Linked DNA regions of Mus musculus: all the other regions are linked to region 4. A link is a contact called in public promoter capture Hi-C data. All regions are on one chromosome and are shown on one strand. Each heading gives the region's core, a stretch centred on a gene start, on an enhancer-like site or on the middle of the called end of the contact. The rest is flanking DNA. Distances are from core to core; before and after follow the strand shown. Region 1 has its middle 65 kb from the start of Srsf6. Region 2 holds the start of Ift52 (intraflagellar transport 52). Region 3 holds the start of Ptprtos (protein tyrosine phosphatase, receptor type T, opposite strand). Region 4 holds the start of Chd6 (chromodomain helicase DNA binding protein 6).

Region 1 (3,934 bases), core at 207-2,706, 1.8 Mb before region 4:
TGAAGGGGTTTGCAGCCCCATAGGAGGAACAACAATATGAACTAACCAGTATCCCCAGAACTCCCTGGGACTAAACCACTAATCAAAGAAAACACATTGTGGGACTCATGGCTCTAGCTGCATATGTAGCAGAGGATGGCTTAGTTGGTCATCAATGGGAGGAGAGGCCCTTGGTCCTGTGAAGGTTTTATGCCCCAGTATAGAGGAATGCCAGGGCCATGAAGTAGGAGTGAGTGGGTTGGGGAGCAGGGGGAGGGGGTGGGAATAGGGGGTTTTCGGAGGGGAAACTAGGAAAGGGGATAACATTTGAAATGTAAATAAAGAAAATATCTAATAAAAAAAAGAAACTTTGCAATGGGCATAGAGGGGGCTTTGTAGTTAATGCCATACCTGGCCTCTACCCACCGAATTGCAGCAGCACCCTCCCAGTGGACCAGTTAAATATATATATGTATCTCCAGACATTGCCCAGTTTCCCCTGGGAGACAACACTGTGGCCAGCTGAAATCTTGGTGCAGTGAGAGATTTTTAAGTATGCTCTCTAGAAAGAGGTAAGCTCTGTCTCTGGGTGCTATGGTTTGAGGATCATTATTATTTTTTTTTTATCAGCTTTTTCTGCATTTCTGAATGCGGAGTCTACAAAGTATACACATTAAGGTGCTGAATAAAACATGAGTGTGCGGGGTTTTGTTTGTATTGATTTTGTGGCTGAGCAGAGGTGTTCTGTTCCCATCTCTGACTCCTGGATCACAGGGAGGGAGAGACTTATTCAAACCCCCTTTTGCGTGTAGCTGCCTTTGGCACCTGTGAGGCCTCTATAAAGGAACTCCTCCTCCCACTCTCCGGGCTCCCTCCCTCCTCCGGGAGAGAAGGAAGGATTAGTGTGCAGGCTCTCTCCCAGGGCAGATGGAGTCCGGTGCTCTTTGTATGAAGTTGGTATCAACTTCCTAACTTTATTTCAAAAGAGCAGACAGGCGATGTGTTGACCAAAAATGTCAGCCATTAGCCAGGAACCCACCTGAGCTGCCGTGGTGTTTACAGCAAAAGACGTCTCAAAGGCTCCTAAAGCGTCGCATCATCATGTTTACAGAGCGCTCCGAAATGGATAAGAAATGCTCTATTGAGTCTGATTTCTCCATTATCCCGGCGCGTTCAGAGTTTTAAAAGGGATCAAAATTCCATTTTCCCCCCAAGAAAGAGAACGCAGAATCACAGATTTCATTACCAACTTAAAACAAATTGAGCAAAAAATTACGGGGAAGGTCTCCCCGCCCCCCCCCCCCCCCCCCCCCCCATCCAGAAAGGCCTCCTTTAAAAGCCTGCGCACATCTGCACACTTAAGGATGTACCTTCTGCCAGGGTCTAAGGAAGTTAGCTCTGGAACACGTGTGAGTTCACTGACTCCCCCTTCACTTTCAGAAGCTGAATAAAAAAAGACGAAGACGCATCCTTTAGTTTGTTCTAAAGCCTGATGCATCTGCCGAGCAAGTTTGGATAGAGCATTGAGAGCTCATCCGAGGAGGATGGAGGACAGCGTTAGCCTGGAAACGGGCCAGGCACTGGGGCAGCTTTTGGCTTTTCTCTTCAAATAAATTAGAAAAAAAAAAAAAAAACCCTCAAGCTTTTCATTTAGCTGTTTAAAAATCATTCCCTGAGCTCTTTTTTCTTAGCACAAAAAAACCTTGTTTACATCAGAAAGGATGCTTTTAAGTACAGGAGCCACGAGGCACGATCCAATTTACTTCCATTCATTTCCCCTCAATTAATAAAATAAGAATTTCTGGTTCCAGTCCGCTCAGCCTTGTGTCAAGAGTGGACAGCCCTGTGAGTCTTCTGGCTTTTCCACTGTACTGCCCAGAGCTAATGGGTTTGGGGGAGGGGGACAAGGACTTAGGAGGAGGCACAGTCAGGTGAGCTTATGATCTTTGAGCCTCAGAACTGTGGCTATTGATGCACAGTAGGTGTCCCTCCAATCTTAGGATTAAAAAAATATTTATTTATTTTATTTTACGTTTGTGAGTACACTGTAGCTGTGCAGATGGTTGTGAGCCTTTATGTGGATGTTGGGAATTGAATTTTTAGGACCTCTGCTCACTCCGGTTAACTCTGCTCGCTCAGTCCCTGCTCGCTCTGACCAAAAGATTTATTTATTATTATACCTAAGTACACTGTAGCTTTCTTCTGACACACCAGAAGAGGGCACCAGATCTCATTCCAGGTAGTTGTTAGCCACCATGTGGTTGCTGGGATTTGAACTCAGGACATTTGGAAGAGCAGTCAGTGCTCTTACCCGCTGAGCCATCTAGCCAGCCCTGGACTTTTCAAATGAAAATAAAAAACTTTATTTTTGATTCTTTGTGGTGTGCATGTACACTCTTACAGGCACAGTGTTGGTGTCTTTCTCTATTGCCCTTTCATCTTAGTTTTTGAATCCAGAGCACACTAACTGGCTAGACTGGCTGGCTAGTGAGCCTCTGGGGCCCTCCTGCCTCTCTCCCTCCTCTTAGCTAAGGTTACCAGCATGCTCCACTGTGCTTGGCTTTTGACAGGGTCATAGGGATCTGCTTGCACAGGAAGCGCTTTACCCGTTCTGCTGAGCCCTCACTTGATGTTTTATCAAGAGAATTTTTCTCATCTTAAAAGAGCTTGAAGCTGGGCAGTGGTGGCACACACCTTTAATCCCAGCACTTGGGAGGCAGAGGAAGGCAGATTTCTGAGTTTGAGGCCAGCCTGGTCTACAGAGTGAGTTCCAGGATAAAGACTCTGCTCATTTGGTGAGCATCGTTTTGGGTATAAATACACAGATGAACTTATAAATAGACAATCAATTTTATTAGGCACATTTTCATGTCAGTGGATATAGTGACACATTATCACTTTCACTGGCTGCCTTTATTGCATGACACATGCTATGTTGGGCATCTCTTGTTCATTTGATCAATCTTTTTCTCCTTTCTTACCCCAATCTTTTTTTTACTCTTTCCTTACTTCCTCTGTCTTTGCCCCCTCTCAGTTCCAGTGTGTGCAGGTGCATGTGTGTGAAGATACATGTGTGTGTGGGTGCATGTATGTGTATGCATGTGTGTGCGTGCAGGTTCACATGTGTACACATCTGTGCATGTGTGTGCATGATCACATGTGTACACACGTGTGCAGGTGCATGTATGTGTGTGTAGGTGCATGTGTGTGTGCAGGCTCACATGGGTACACATATGTGCAGGTGCATGTGCAGGTACATGTGTATGCACATGTGTGCTGGCGCATGTGTGTGCAGGTGAACATGTGTGTAGGTCCATGTGTGTGCAGGTACATTGTTTGTGTGCAGATGCAGGTATAAGTGCATGCATGTGGGAAATGCCTATCTTGTTTCTTATCTTCTTATCTGCCTATCTTCTCCCTGGCCTAGAGGATCCCACCCATTGTGCTAGGTGTCTCGATTGGCAAGTGCACTGGACTGACTAGTGTGTGAGCCCCAGGGATTTACCTGTCTCTGCTTCCCCTGTGCTGAGATGACAAGGGGGGGGGGGCACCAGGTCTAGCTTTTTTAAAAGGTGGATTTTAGGGATCAGATTCAAGTTCTAATGCTTGCAAGGCAAGCACTTTACTGACCCATCTCTCCAGCCCTTCCTCTGGAAAATTTTTCTCTTCCCTCCCTTCTGTCCTCCAATCATCCCTCTCCTACTTTTTGCACCCCTCCACTGGACATGCATTTTCTATGCTGGTCGTACCTGTAGTGTAGAGGTTTCAATGGTGAAGGAGGCAGTGAAGCTCCCACCTTTAGGAGTACATAAACCAGCAGGAGAGGCAGGGAAGTTGCTACCAGGGGAAGAGTAACATCTATCATGTGATCACAGCCTGGGGAAGTGCCAGGAAGGAGGCAGACTGGCTGATGGCCAGTGGGGAGTGTTCAAGCTTGAGCTTTGGAGCCAGCCTG
Region 2 (4,243 bases), core at 236-2,735, 1.9 Mb before region 4:
ACAGGCACATTGCCGCCATGCCGCTGCCTCTCAAATGACTTTTTTTTTTTTTTCCCTGTTCTGAGGACCAGGCAGACACCCAGGGTCTCATGCAGGCAGTCTATTAACTAAGCTGCAGCCTTAACCCCTTCAATGAAATTGAAAACATTTTGTCATGTTGACTTCACATGACACGGCTATTTTTTTGCTTGTTTTCTTTCTTTTTTTTTTTTAAAGATTTATTTATTTATTATATGTAAATACACTGTAGCTGTCTTCAGACACACCAGAAGAGGGAGTCAGATCTTGTTACGGATGGTTGTGAGCCACCATGTGGTTGCTGGGATTTGAACTCTGGACCTTCGGAAGAGCAGTCAGGTGCTCTTACCCACTGAGCCATCTCACCAGCCGGTTTTCTTTCTTTCTTTGTTTATTTATTTATGGTTTTTCGAGACAGTGTTCCTCCTGTGTAGCACTGTCACTCTCTCTGTAGACCAAGCTGGGGTTAAAGGTGTGTGCCATCACAGCCGGCTAACAGAGCTGTACTTGAACATGCTTGTTTTCATTTTGTGTACCTACAATGCTGTACTCTGCCTTCTCCAGTTTCCTGATTAGAACGTCACAACGATCATGTTAGTGATATTGACCTATTACTACACGGTGCCACAAAGAACCCAAACATCACAGTACTGAGATTTATATTTTTCTGCTTTTGAGACGTATTTGGGGTGGGAGCAGATTTCTGGGAAAAGTGAATACCCTTCTCTGAGTACTGAATTGCTCTTAACGGAAGAATACACTTCGAGGTAACAGTTTACTGTAGTTTAACCCCACCACCTCCTTCTGAAGGAGCAGTAGATCTGGGGTCCTGTCCTATTAGAATTAGAAATGAGTTTCCCTAAGAATAGGATAAGGTTTAAAAATCGGTAATAATAAGAATATTGAAACAATATTTGGGTAGCACTGCCCAACCATTCTCTTATTTTTTCTTCAATAATCTAACATGGTATACTAAATTTTGCCAAAGTGACGAAAAACACCAAGCGTGGTTGCAACGATAGCTGAGTCTGATTTGATGGCTCCCCATCCTAGGTTTTTTCATATTCTACAGGACTACGACAAATCCGCGCAGTCCGAGGAGCTAGAAATTCTACATCATCGCCAGGACCAGTTCCCAGCCCACTTCCGCGTCCTCAGTTTACCTCTGCCGACCTCGGGATTCCCACAAGGCTGGCCTAGGGGTCTCCAGAGCGGCATGGCGAGGCCGTCATCGTCTCCAGCCAGACCAACGACCTGGCGGCCCGCACAACCCGACCTCTCCTTACCTGAGGCCAGAGGCCGCCAGGTATCCAAGGCCGCGCGCCGAGAAGGCGTGGCTCCGGGCCCCGAGTGACTTCCGTCGTGGCGTGATGACGACAGCGCGACAGACGTGCTGTGTCTGGTGGCTGCGGACGCTGGGGGCTGTTGGGTAGGGGTTCGGGGCTAGCGCTGGGCTGGCCCGTTTCCCGGTAAAGACTGTATCCAAACTGAAGGAGTCACTTTTTAATAGGGAACCTATATTGTTCATTTGCTAGCAACTGCTATTAAAGACCAATAAGATGGTAGGTCCCCAGGCCGGGAATTCCGGCCTGCCTATGGGCGGGGACTGCTGCGGCAAGCCACGCCCCGGCCTGGCCTGGACGCAGGTTCCGGGCAGGCTCTTGCCGGGTAGCGATCAGGAGACCTAAAATGCCAGGTCTTACCAAAATTTAGAAGTAGAAGCTGGGGTAGGGAGTGGTGACGCGCCGGAGATGTAGTACTATTGTGGAGCTGGGGAAGCGTTTCGGGAAGAGGTACTGGCTTGGGCCAACGGTTGCCATGGAAACGGGAAACACGCTTGCTTCCGCAGAGGCTTCACTGAGAGAGGGCTGTCTGTGGCTTTGTAGTCAAAGCCTCTGCAGCCTCAAAACTTGGAGCAGGCACATGTAGGAAGCTCAGCAGTTTTTATTTTCATCTATGTCTTAATACAGAGCAGTATGCGTTAAGGATATTAAAATACACAAGTTTTAAGGCACTTTTCACGACTGTGGTTATGACGATTTTAGAAAGTGGGAAAGAGTGTGAAAGAGAACGATCTCTTCTCTCCCACTGAAGATCAAATCCAGAGCCTTCCACATCGTGAGCTGTACCATTGAGTTAAGTCTCAGCCAGGAAACTTTTCTAGTGGAGTGCTGCAGAATTGAATAGAGTGTGCAATTAAGGATGCAAATGATCAAGTGTGCAATTAAGGATGCAAATGATCAGGATCTGGACTTGGGCAAGTCACGGGATCATTCGGTACTGTAAGTGTACTAGAAGTGCCAGGACACCAGACCGGGAGCAGCTCCTGGAGCAGTTCTCTCACTGTACCAAGTTGCAGAAGGAGCTTGAGGGTTTTAGAGTCAGCTGCTCCGAAGTCCGGTGTCTGAGAAATGACTTGTATCTGGTGAACTTGAACATGCTGCTTAATTGGAGCATTTTCTACGTGTAAATTGAGGATAGATTCTAAAGGTTTATTATGAGGATTATGGATTGAATTGAGATGGCTCAGCAGGTAAAAAGGCTGAGCCTGACATCCTGAGTTAAATCCCCGAGTCCCACATAATCGAAGTAGAGAACCGATTTCTGTAAATTGTCCTCTTGACCTCTACAAGTATTCTGTGGCATGTTTATGCGCGCGCGCACACACACACATACAAATATGAATCTCAATCTCTCTCTCTCTCTCTCTCTCTCTCTCTCTCTCTCTCTCTCTCTCTTGCTCTGTTTGTTTTTTTTCAAGACAGGGTTTCTCTGTGTAGCCCTGGCTGTCCTGGAACTCACTTTGTAGACCACGCTGGCCTCAGACTCAGAAATCTGCCTACCTCTGCCTCCCAAGTGCTGGGAGGTGTGCGCCACCATCGCCTGGCCAAATACGAATTTCAAAAGGATATATTTTAGAACACTATGTATACAGTGTTCTGCCTACATGTATGACTGCACACCAGAAGAGGGTACCAGACCTCATTATATATTGTTATGACCTACCATGTGGTTACTGGGAATTGAACGCAGGATCTCTGGAAGAGCAGCCAGTGCTCTTAACCTCTGAGCCATCTCTTCAGCCCCCATCAATACAAATTTTGAAATGGGATATTCATATATATATATATATATATATGTATATATATATATATATATATATATGTCAGTTTCATAGTATACTTGTTCATTTTCTATCTTGGTGAAGCATTCTGTGACTTTACAATCTTAGAACAGCTGATTGTGGACTTCTGGCAGCATGTTCAGGTTTCGGACAGTCACCCTCCTGTAAGAGGGAAGATTTGTCCTCTCCTTGTGTCTCACCTCTAGCAGTTAACCCACACTAGGAAAGATAAGAACCAGTTTCTTTCCGTATCAAAGCTTAATAGTAATTCTTGACTGAGCTTTGATCTCCAATAGAACAGTGTTGCAGGTGTTCTCTTTGGTTTTTAATGTGTCCCAGCCCTGAGCCCTGCCTCCCCTCTTCATTCCTAGGGCAAGGGACAAAGGGGACAAAACTGAGAGGAAAGGAGTGGGACCAAATATAGAGGGAAAGTCAGTAAAAATCACCAGCATACACTGATTCAAAGAAAAGTCCTCCCATTGTCCCCAAACCAGCCAGCTAATGAGGCTACCCTGAAGTGTGTGCCAGGAGTTTGTGGGAAAGAAACTAAAGTAAAACAGAATAATCTACAGCGCATGGGCAGTGTCTTGAACATGCATCACATGCCCACGTCTGGCTAGTCAGCATTACCTTCTGAAATGATGAATTCTGAACACCTACAGCCTAATAGCTAGCCAGAATACTGGCCTCCAAGATCAGCTCTGTCCTTACGGTAAAGCACATGAACTTGATAACCAGGTCCAGATCAGGAGGGAAGGTCTCGTCAAGACCCTTCTAGATCACTTTCTGGTTCATTCTAGACAATTCTTGCTTTATTCTAAGAGACTTTTATTTTTGAGATATGGTCACATTGTATCTCCCTGACTGCCTGGAACTCACTTTGTAGACCAGGCTGCCCTGGAACTCCCAGAGCCACACATCTTCGGCCTCCCTGGTTTTCAGGGCATGTGCACTATTCCCATCTTTGAGGAGAATTCTTGGCCCTAAGAGCCTAAGGGAGGAGTAGACCTGTCCAAAGGTTACAAGGTAGAGTCCTAGGTCAAATATAGATTACCATTCCAGCCCGTTAGTGGTGTGGCCTTCAAGCCTCAAAGTTTCTCT
Region 3 (4,187 bases), core at 874-3,373, 1.3 Mb before region 4:
TAGCCAGGGTAATGGGTGGCGGCGGTGGCGGCAGTAGCAGCAGCAGTTAAAGGACCAGTTCCTCTGCTCCTCATTGACAGCTCCCCTTAGGTGGAGCAGTGGAAGGCCCTTTGTTTATAACAGGTATTCTCAACCTCTGGGTCCAGACCTCCTTGAGGGTCACACATCTGATATCCTACATATCAGATATTTACATTATGACTCATGATAGTAGCAAAGTTACGGCCTGAAGTAGCAATGAGATAACTTTATGGTTGGGCATCATCACAACATGAGGAACTATATTAAAAAGGGTCACAGTCTCAGGGAAGTTGAGAACCATTGGTCTATAAAATGGAGGCAGCTACAGAAGAGTTAACCTCTTCTGCGTGTCCCGACCCTATGTTCTGACTTAGCTAGCAACCTGTCACTTGCTTTTTGGTTTCTGGAGGTACTTTCTGTAATAATGAAGTGGTTAACAGTGAAAGAGGCCTCACAACTCAAGTTCTCAAGCCCCAGGGAGTTCTTTTTCATTCTGGACTGATTGGAGGGCAGAAAACAATGTGGTTTCACTGGCTGGATATTTAACAGTTCTCAGTCCTTCTTTTGGTAATGCCTTTTCAAATAGCATCGATTCATCTGTCTCCCAGAGTAAGACTATGGATATGTTGTGAGGTATACCATTAAGGCAGCTGCTTCCGATACCCTGAGCTCTCTGGATCGGGGTGTATGGGTGAGTCTGGTCCACTCTGCAGATAGATGCAGGTTGCTTCACTGGACAGCCTGCCCTGGCATAGGGCAAAGCTGGGAAACCAACACAAAGCTTTTGTGTGCATTAGGATGCAGCTCACAGAGGACTTTCAAGCCAAGCCAACTACTGTCAGGGCAGGGACTCCCCAGCCCTTTCTTGTAGCCCTGCCAGGTTTGAGAACTCTTTCCAAGAGACTGAGTGATCTTTCTGCAGGGGCCTCTAAGCTGAACCATAAGCTCAGACTTCGTAATGGAAGCTCGGGTTTCCAAGCACATTGTGTAGTACAGCTGGCCTCCCAGAGAGGCCCTAAAATGGCAAAGGCGGTAATTCTGGGAGCCGTTTTCTCTTTCCTCTGACCATGAGACATTAACAAAGATATTAGCACAGCCATTTCACTCCAATGGCCAAAGTTTGGGTTGCCTCTTTTCCTTAATTGTATCTCTTTCCCCCCCGTTATCTCTCAGTTTATTAAGTCATGGGATTGCATATTTGTGAAGTAGGCCATTTAGGGAGGGCTAGGGGTTCAGATAATTAGAGAGGGAAAAGGTGCCCTAGGGCCATGTTTTCAAGGCTTCTGCCTCACACAAATTAGGTGGCTCTGTGTTTTTTATTATAATTTTTTTAACTTTATGTTAAGGTTTCAAATTTATACTAAGGAGGTTAAAAAGCACCTGTGATTATCACCTTGTGGTTGATCATTCACTCATACACAATCCATTTACCCCTTAGGTGTGTCATTAGGATTTCCCCCCATTATTGAGCAGATTGCCTCGTGGTATTGCGTAGGTAAGAAAACCTCTCCTTACCTTCAGCTCCTGTTCACCATGGATATGTTGGTGCCTTCCCGTCATTTTCACAGGCACAGAGAATCAGATGCAGGAAGGCAGGTGTTTTGTTATCCATTGGCCTTGTGGGAAATATTTAAAAATGAGAACAGGCACACATTCCTGAACTTGTGCATTTGCCCCAGCGGACTGGCTGGCCATGCACTGGTGGGCAATGACCAACCTGTTTTTATCTTGTGGAGACTCTGACTCAGAACTCCAAGATCTCTCTACCCAGCTCACTAAGTTTCCTCTGGTAGGTTGTTACCATGCCAAACCCATGCTTCAAATCTCCCACAGCCTTTGTGGCACACATCTGGCAAATCCACACTTTGTTGCTGTACCTTTCTCTTTTGAACTCAGACGAGCCGTCGTATGAAGGAAAATGCAACACAAACTTAGTTCAGAAACAATGGTAACTCAATCGCTGAGCACAACAACTAAAATCCTAATCTTGTAAGCCTTATTAAAATCTGATTCCTCCAATGGCGAATCATTGCAGATCTACCATGATACCAGGAAGCTCTAGCAGCTACATCTTACCCCTCTGCTGTCCCCATTCCAAAAGGGCCTAGCTCTCTCCTGCTTCCTCTCTTCCTCTGTCCAACCTGGAAGTCCTGCCTACTCACCAAGTGATTGACTCCTTTATTCATGAGGGGATTGGTTCACAAGAAGTCACCTGAATATGACTCACTCCTTGTCTACAACCCCTCCCAGCAGAGCAGAATTAGCATACAAACAGCACAGGACCCATCCACAACATTGGCTTTCACTTCTAGTGACCAGAAAGCATTTGTTAACTGTTTTTGTTACTGTGTGTGTATCAATGGTCCAGTCATTTTTATTGGGAAGTGTTTTTCCATTGTATAGAAGCACATGTGTTTGGTTCTTTAAAACTCATGTTCTAAGGAGTCAAGAATCATGGAGACCAAGAATCTTATCTTGGCGTGCTTAATGGACTCTGGCTTCTAAGAAAGGGGCGTTTTTGCATAGGTAACCTGTCATCCATGCTTTCTTGAAATGAGGCACTATGACCAGAATATAATGTAGAAGGAAATAAAATTGAAATGAGCAGGTTATGAAGTAGAAAATCACCATCCTGTGGCTTACACTTCTAGCAGATACTATGAATGAAGGCTCTGCCAAGGGTGAACCCATCACTCCCCTTTCCAAGAAAACAACGACAATGTTGTCTTGTGTTGGTTGTGAAATTTGTCAAGAATGTTTAGGACCCTTTGAAGAATGAAGATGGATGCAGCCATCTGCAAGAAAATAGAGCAAAAGAACAGTAGTCACATGTCTGTGCTAGTGGTATGTTAAAGGGACAATATACCTCCTTGCAATAGAATTGGTAAAATGGACTTGAACAATTACTATATGAATAACCCAATAACCTCAAAAAGTCACTCGATAAGATCCAGTTCTTACTGTGACTTAAAAGCCAGCCAGTAGACTAATATCCCTAGGGATCATGAGATGAGGTCTTGCCATGCTCAACAAATAATTCTCTAAACCTTGTTTTACAATTTGCCATAAACGGTACAGGGGCACCTTGATTAAAGCCACTGCTAGCATTGTCTGAGAGCCCCATAACTCACATGAAAAGATGTAAGGGATGTTATATATTAAATTGTATCTCCCAAAAGAATGCATGTTGAGGTACTAACTCTGCCAAAAGTCAGGTCACTGAGATGCACTCCAATCTAGTATGACAGGTGTCCCATGAGAAGGAAAAGGGTAGGTGCAGGGAGGGGAAAGATACTACGTGTATACATGAAGGAATGTCCTGCTAAGATAGAGTTGGGGATCATGGAGGCATATCTGTAAGCCAGGGAGTACCAAGAGCAGCAGCAAATCTCTTGGAGCTGAGAGCCCTAGAAGGACCCAGTACTGACCACCCATTCATTTCCAACTTTTGACCTCAGAACTGCTAGGCAAGACCTTTTGCTTAAGCCACTTGGCATGTGGTGCTTTTCTGTAGCAGCCATGGGGCACAGATACGACTTCTAACACTTCACTGACACTGTGTGTCAGACACTATTTTGAAACTCAGGCAGGGAGGTTTATCATGCTAGCCAAAAGCTGATAAACCAATAAGAGGTGGAACAGGGCTTTAATCGGATCAATCTGCTTTCTCAGCAATTATCTAACATCACTAGCTGTGTCATAGTCAGACCCATAAATATCACTTTTAAAAGTAAAACGCAGGAGCCGGAGAGATGCTTCAACAGTTAAGAGTACTTGCTGTCCTTTCAGAGGACCTGGGTTTAGTTCCCAGCACCTAGTTCTCAGCACAGTGGCTCACAACTGCCAGTAACTATAGTTCCAGGGAATTTAGTACCCTTTTCTGGCCTCCTCGAGTTCCTGTATGCATGTGGTACACACACTTATACTCATGCATACTCATGTAAAATAATAAATAATTTTTAAGTATAAAATACAGTTAGATTAATAGGTGCATCATCCTCTGTAGTTTTCCCTGGATGAATTGAATATTTAAATGTACCTATAGCTTAATAAGAGAACCAAAAGATGATACACATAAGTATTAATTTTTTTCTGTGGCACCAAATACTTATATAGATATCCTATGTAGAAAAAAATTCTATGTGGGAAATATGTAAAAAAGTAGG
Region 4 (4,257 bases), core at 1,659-4,158:
ACTATCCACCACACTTAGAGCAGGCCAAACTAAAAGTCATTCTGAATTTGCTTTTCATCCCTACCTTACACTCACACCTCATTCCTGTAGCACAAAACCAACCTCTGCTTCTGGGCAGAACTCAGCAAAATGCAGCTTAGCTGCTGCCTCTTCCCAGAGTGCTGCCCTGTAGGGCCCTAGCTGCTTTCAAAGTGCTGAAGAGTCGGCTTCTCAATTCTGCAGACCTATTCTTTCATGGCTGGGCCTGCAGTATCTTGTCTTCTGAATGTAGCCTCAGGCACTTCCTTTGCTCCCACACATTCTATTCTATTTGGTTGTGAAGCCATCCTGGACTCCTATTGATTCCCTGTCTGACCACCCCACATTGTGTCTTTGTGTCTTATGCTATTGACTTGCCTCTGAGAATGGCAAGGCAAGGCAAGTCTACCTTTCCGTTCTGTCCAGCTCCTGCCCTTCCCCAACAATCTCTCTAGTCTCTATGCCTCTGCTTAATGGTGCTTCTTCCTCTGCCCAATTTTTATTTCCTCAGCCTCATCCCGGACAGAATAAATTCATAGATGTCAGCCCCCTTGAGTACTGTTGAAAGCTCTAGAACCCTTGATCCTGGTATTTGGGCTGACTGGGTCTGACTACCAGCTTTCTGGTCCATTAGTTGTTGCAGAAACTGGATAGGAAGGTAAGTAAGCTATCTCTTAAGAGGCCAGAGCAAGGACAGTTAGCTACCAGCTTGGCAGGATTGGCGATTCTTGGGATGTACTTCTCTCTGTCTTGTCTCCAGACTGCAAGCCTCCCTTTGAACCAGGATGCTGTCTGCCTTAATACTCTATCTTTGTATCTATAAAAACAATACCTACAGACATAGCTGATACTTAATAGCTAAGGAAAGATGGAAAGAGGAGAAAGTTTGGGCTGTGACACATTGTGGCCATCCTTGAAACAAATGGAAAAAGGTGGCAGGTGAGACAGCTATGTGATGTGCACTTTCAAACTAGACAAATTACTGGGGTAGTCCAAGAAATGAAGAAGTGCCTTAGCTAGGATTACTGTTACTGTGATGAAACACCATGATCAAAAGCAACTTGAGGAGGAAAGGGTTTTGTTTCTCACAGCCCCATGTAACACTTCTCACCAAAAGCAGAGAGGGCAGGAACTCACAAGGGGTAGGAATCAGAAGGCAGGGGCTGATAGAGAGGCCATGGACGGGTGCTGCTTACTAGCTTGCTCCTTATGACTTGGTCAGCTTGTTTTCTTATAGATCCCAGGACCACCAGCCTAGGAGTGGCACTGCCCACAATGGGCTGGGCCCTCCCCCATGAATCATTTAAAAATATGCCCTACTGGCTTACCTATAGTCTGATCAAGGCTCCCTCCTCTGATGACTCTAGTTTGTGTCAAGTTGGCATAAAACTAGCTAGTACAAGAAGCAGGACCCAGAAGAGAATTAGGGCCATTGGCTGAAAGACATAAGACAACCAGGACTTCTAAGAAGCTAAACATATTCTCTTAGGGAGTACAGGAAGGCTCTGTTAACATTGTGATTACCCTTGACACACTCATACCACCCTCATCCTAAACAATTCTGACAAACTGCTCTTGGAGTCATCAGACTCAGATCATTCCTGCTTTAATTAAGATAAAGTGAGCTTTTAAAGTCAGAGTCCAGCCAGTTTTGGACTTTTTTTTCTTCTTCTTTTATTTAAGTATTCACTGGGGAAACACTCCAGATGGGACAGGCAGGAGTGAAGAGGAAAAGTGATCACCAGGTCCCAGAGTAGGGAGGATGCTATGAGGAATATTTAGCTAGGCAGGATAGGCTCTAAATTCCTCCTTGCCCTAATTGTTCCTCCCCCATCTCTGGTCTGATGTCCTTCCTCCCGCCATCTGTTTTCTTTATGGCATTTATCACTACCTGCCTCTGTGTTCATTTATTTATTTTATTTATTGCTTTTCCTTTGCCTGTTCGGTGAGTGCAAGGGCTTTGTCCTATTGACCGCTACATCCTCCGTCTCAGATCAATGTCAGGTATTTAGTGGGCACTTAAAAATTAGCTGCTAAAAAACGAATTACGGAAGACAACAATTGGTTGAATCTCTGTCATATGCTAGGCCCTGTCCTTGAGGATGCTACAAGGATGGTAGTGGAGATAGGCCCGAAAATAAACACACCATGGTTCCACTCCTGATGTTACTGAAGCATATCCAATGCGCTGCAGGATCCTCAGGGCTGGAAAACTCCCGGGGTGTGCAGGGCCCTGGGAAGACGTTCCTAGTATGCTAGGGAGCCAGGCGGATCTGCAGTATAAGCAGCTGGAGACTGACGACCCGGCTCCTCGCTTCCCTCGGCCTCTCAGCATCTTCTTTTTCCTGTCCGTTGGGACCTTCACCTCTCCTCGAGTGCGCGTTGCAGGATCTGGGCGCCGGCGGGGCGCTCACGTCGTGGGACCCCAGTACATCTTCTCCCACCTCCGGAGAGCCAATCCCGGGTTTTCCAGCTTGCTTGCCCACTACCTGCGAGACCTCCACCTGCAGGTTGAGCCCCAGCCGCGGGCCAGCGCCCAGGTCCTCGCCCCCTGCTTGCAAAACAGAGCGCAGCACCCCGCCCCGCCCCCTCCGCCTGCGGGACCCCAGCCCCGCCCCGCCCCCGCGGCCCGGCCGCTTCATTCCGGGGGGGCGGGCCGGGAGCTGCGCTGTCTGCAAGGCGGGGAGATCTAGGCTGGGAGGCGGAGCGGCTCCGACATCGACCAATCACCGCTGCGATCACATCCATGCAAATACGAGCACAATGGAGCAAGCCCATCACTCGCTCCTGCAAGCAAGCTTGAAACGGGCTTCTGTCTGATCGGCAGCCCACACGACCAATGAACCTGTGTTTTGGGCAGGCGAAACCCAATAGCGCGGCAGGGAAGGCGGGCCCAAGCTGGGTTAGGGTGTCCTTGCAGGGTGTCTGAGCTAAACTTCACCAAATAATAGCTGTTTGTATTTTGGCTGCTGCAGGAGCCATTTTAGGTAAGTTCTTCTCTTAACTTTTTATTTTCCTGCCTGGCCCCGACAAGCTGGGCTTGCCCGCGGGGACCCTGTCTCCGCCCCGCTGGCCGGGATGGGGCTGCCCTATGAATGGAGCGGGGCTGAGGGGCCGCGGCGGCGCGAGGCCCGGCCGGGCAGGGGTCCGAGCGCGGCCGCGGGCGTTCGGCCAGGCCGAGGGCCCCGAGGCCTGAGGCGAGGGGTTTGGCGTCCGCCCCTCCCGGCTGCCGCGCGCTCTGGCCGCCCGCCCTCCGTCCTTGGGAGAGCGCCACTGCGGGGCCACGCGCCCAGGCTTGGGGTCCTGCTTCAGACCCCAAGCGCGGGCCTTTGCGGCGGGGCGGGGCCTGCCAAGGCTTCCCAGGGGACCCCGGCGGCCCACGGCGCGTGAGGGCCACCCCCGCGCCCGCCAGCCGCTACCGCCCCCGCGGAGAAGTTGCTCCGCTCCGCGTCCTGCGTCTGTTTGCAGGGGTGGAGGAGGGTGGGCCGGTGCCAGGCTGCTGCTCCGGGAGGGGGCGGGGGCCCCGGCGCGTCCCCGGGTCGCGCGCCCCTCCGGCCGGCTCCTCACGCACTAACGCGCACTCGCCCCCGAAAATTTGAGCCCTCAAGACTCCAAGCCACCAAGCTACCCCGCTGCCAAGTTTGGTGCGTTATTAGATTGCATGTTAGAGCTTGCAAAGAAATTAGAGAGAGGGAATATGAAAAAAAAAAAAAGAAAAAAATCTGTTTCCTTCAGGGTATTTATTTCTCTTCTCTGTTGAGAAGTAACGGAGGAATGTCCTTCCTAAAATTTCCAGGGACCATGCCTGTCAGATGTGGAGAGGGGTTGGCAGCTCCTTGGGTTTTAAAACGAGGTTATTAGGAAATCCCCGCACTAGTGAGATAATTGAAATGTGAGTTTGTTTGCAGCTTCAGTTTTATTTGATCCAATTAAAAATGCATAAGCATGCACTTTATATTTGTGTACATAGAGTATTCCTAGTTTCAGTTATGACTAATATGACTGTGGTTTCACGAGTGTGGGATCTAATAAGGCAGTATAATTCAATTTTGAGCTCGTAGGCCCGTGTTCTCCAAATTAGGCTTTATAGACCATTAGTAATCTGGCCAAGGTTTCTAGAGAGTCTCTGGCATCTCTGAGCATCTTTCTCCGGGGCTTGTTTGTGCCTTTTTTGCCACCCCTCAAGAAACTGTTCATTTCTGCTGTAACAGATCCATGAACAGAGAAAATAGATATTTT

The links. Promoter capture Hi-C pulls out the DNA fragments that hold promoters and counts their contacts.
Region 1: a contact with region 4 is called in a promoter capture Hi-C map of second pharyngeal arch cranial neural crest, with 5 times the contacts expected there. The contact joins the enhancer-like site here to the promoter of Chd6 in region 4. A contact is called at or near these places in 5 of 39 promoter capture datasets (the C10 cell line, embryonic stem cells, hippocampal neurons and 2 more) and 4 of 115 datasets of contacts at active chromatin or transcription factors (astrocytes, embryonic stem cells, large pre-B cells and 1 more).
Region 2: a contact with region 4 is called in a promoter capture Hi-C map of pre-B cells. The contact joins the promoter of Ift52 here to the promoter of Chd6 in region 4. A contact is called at or near these places in 5 of 39 promoter capture datasets (the 3T3-L1 cell line, the C10 cell line, cranial neural crest and 2 more), 5 of 115 datasets of contacts at active chromatin or transcription factors (astrocytes, embryonic stem cells, forebrain and 2 more) and 1 of 9 other capture datasets (adipose tissue).
Region 3: a contact with region 4 is called in a promoter capture Hi-C map of stem cell-derived epiblast-like cells, with 4 times the contacts expected there. The contact joins the promoter of Ptprtos here to the promoter of Chd6 in region 4. A contact is called at or near these places in 2 of 39 promoter capture datasets (embryonic stem cells and stem cell-derived epiblast-like cells) and 1 of 115 datasets of contacts at active chromatin or transcription factors (embryonic stem cells).

Annotation. Positions count from the first base shown.
Region 1 is chr2:162,864,748-162,868,681 of GRCm38.p6, reverse strand. No RefSeq gene overlaps it. Among named protein-coding and RNA genes, the nearest start is that of Srsf6, 65 kb to the left of the region's middle. Within about 2 kb of position 1,456, at least 8 of the 459 cell types and tissues checked have an H3K27ac peak or open chromatin away from gene starts, as enhancers often do. A contact at or near this core is called in second pharyngeal arch cranial neural crest, where this site is marked.
Region 2 is chr2:163,014,595-163,018,837 of GRCm38.p6, reverse strand. Ift52 (intraflagellar transport 52) reads right to left here and starts at 1,485. Exons shown (of 13, transcript NM_172150.5): 1 at 1,305-1,485.
Region 3 is chr2:162,388,749-162,392,935 of GRCm38.p6, reverse strand. It overlaps Ptprtos (protein tyrosine phosphatase, receptor type T, opposite strand), which reads right to left and starts at 2,123. Exons shown (of 3, transcript NR_040617.1): 1 at 2,098-2,123; 2 at 1,537-1,637. All of the region lies in intron 1 of Ptprt (protein tyrosine phosphatase, receptor type, T), which reads left to right.
Region 4 is chr2:161,107,737-161,111,993 of GRCm38.p6, reverse strand. Chd6 (chromodomain helicase DNA binding protein 6) reads left to right here and starts at 2,908. Exons shown (of 37, transcript NM_173368.3): 1 at 2,908-3,005.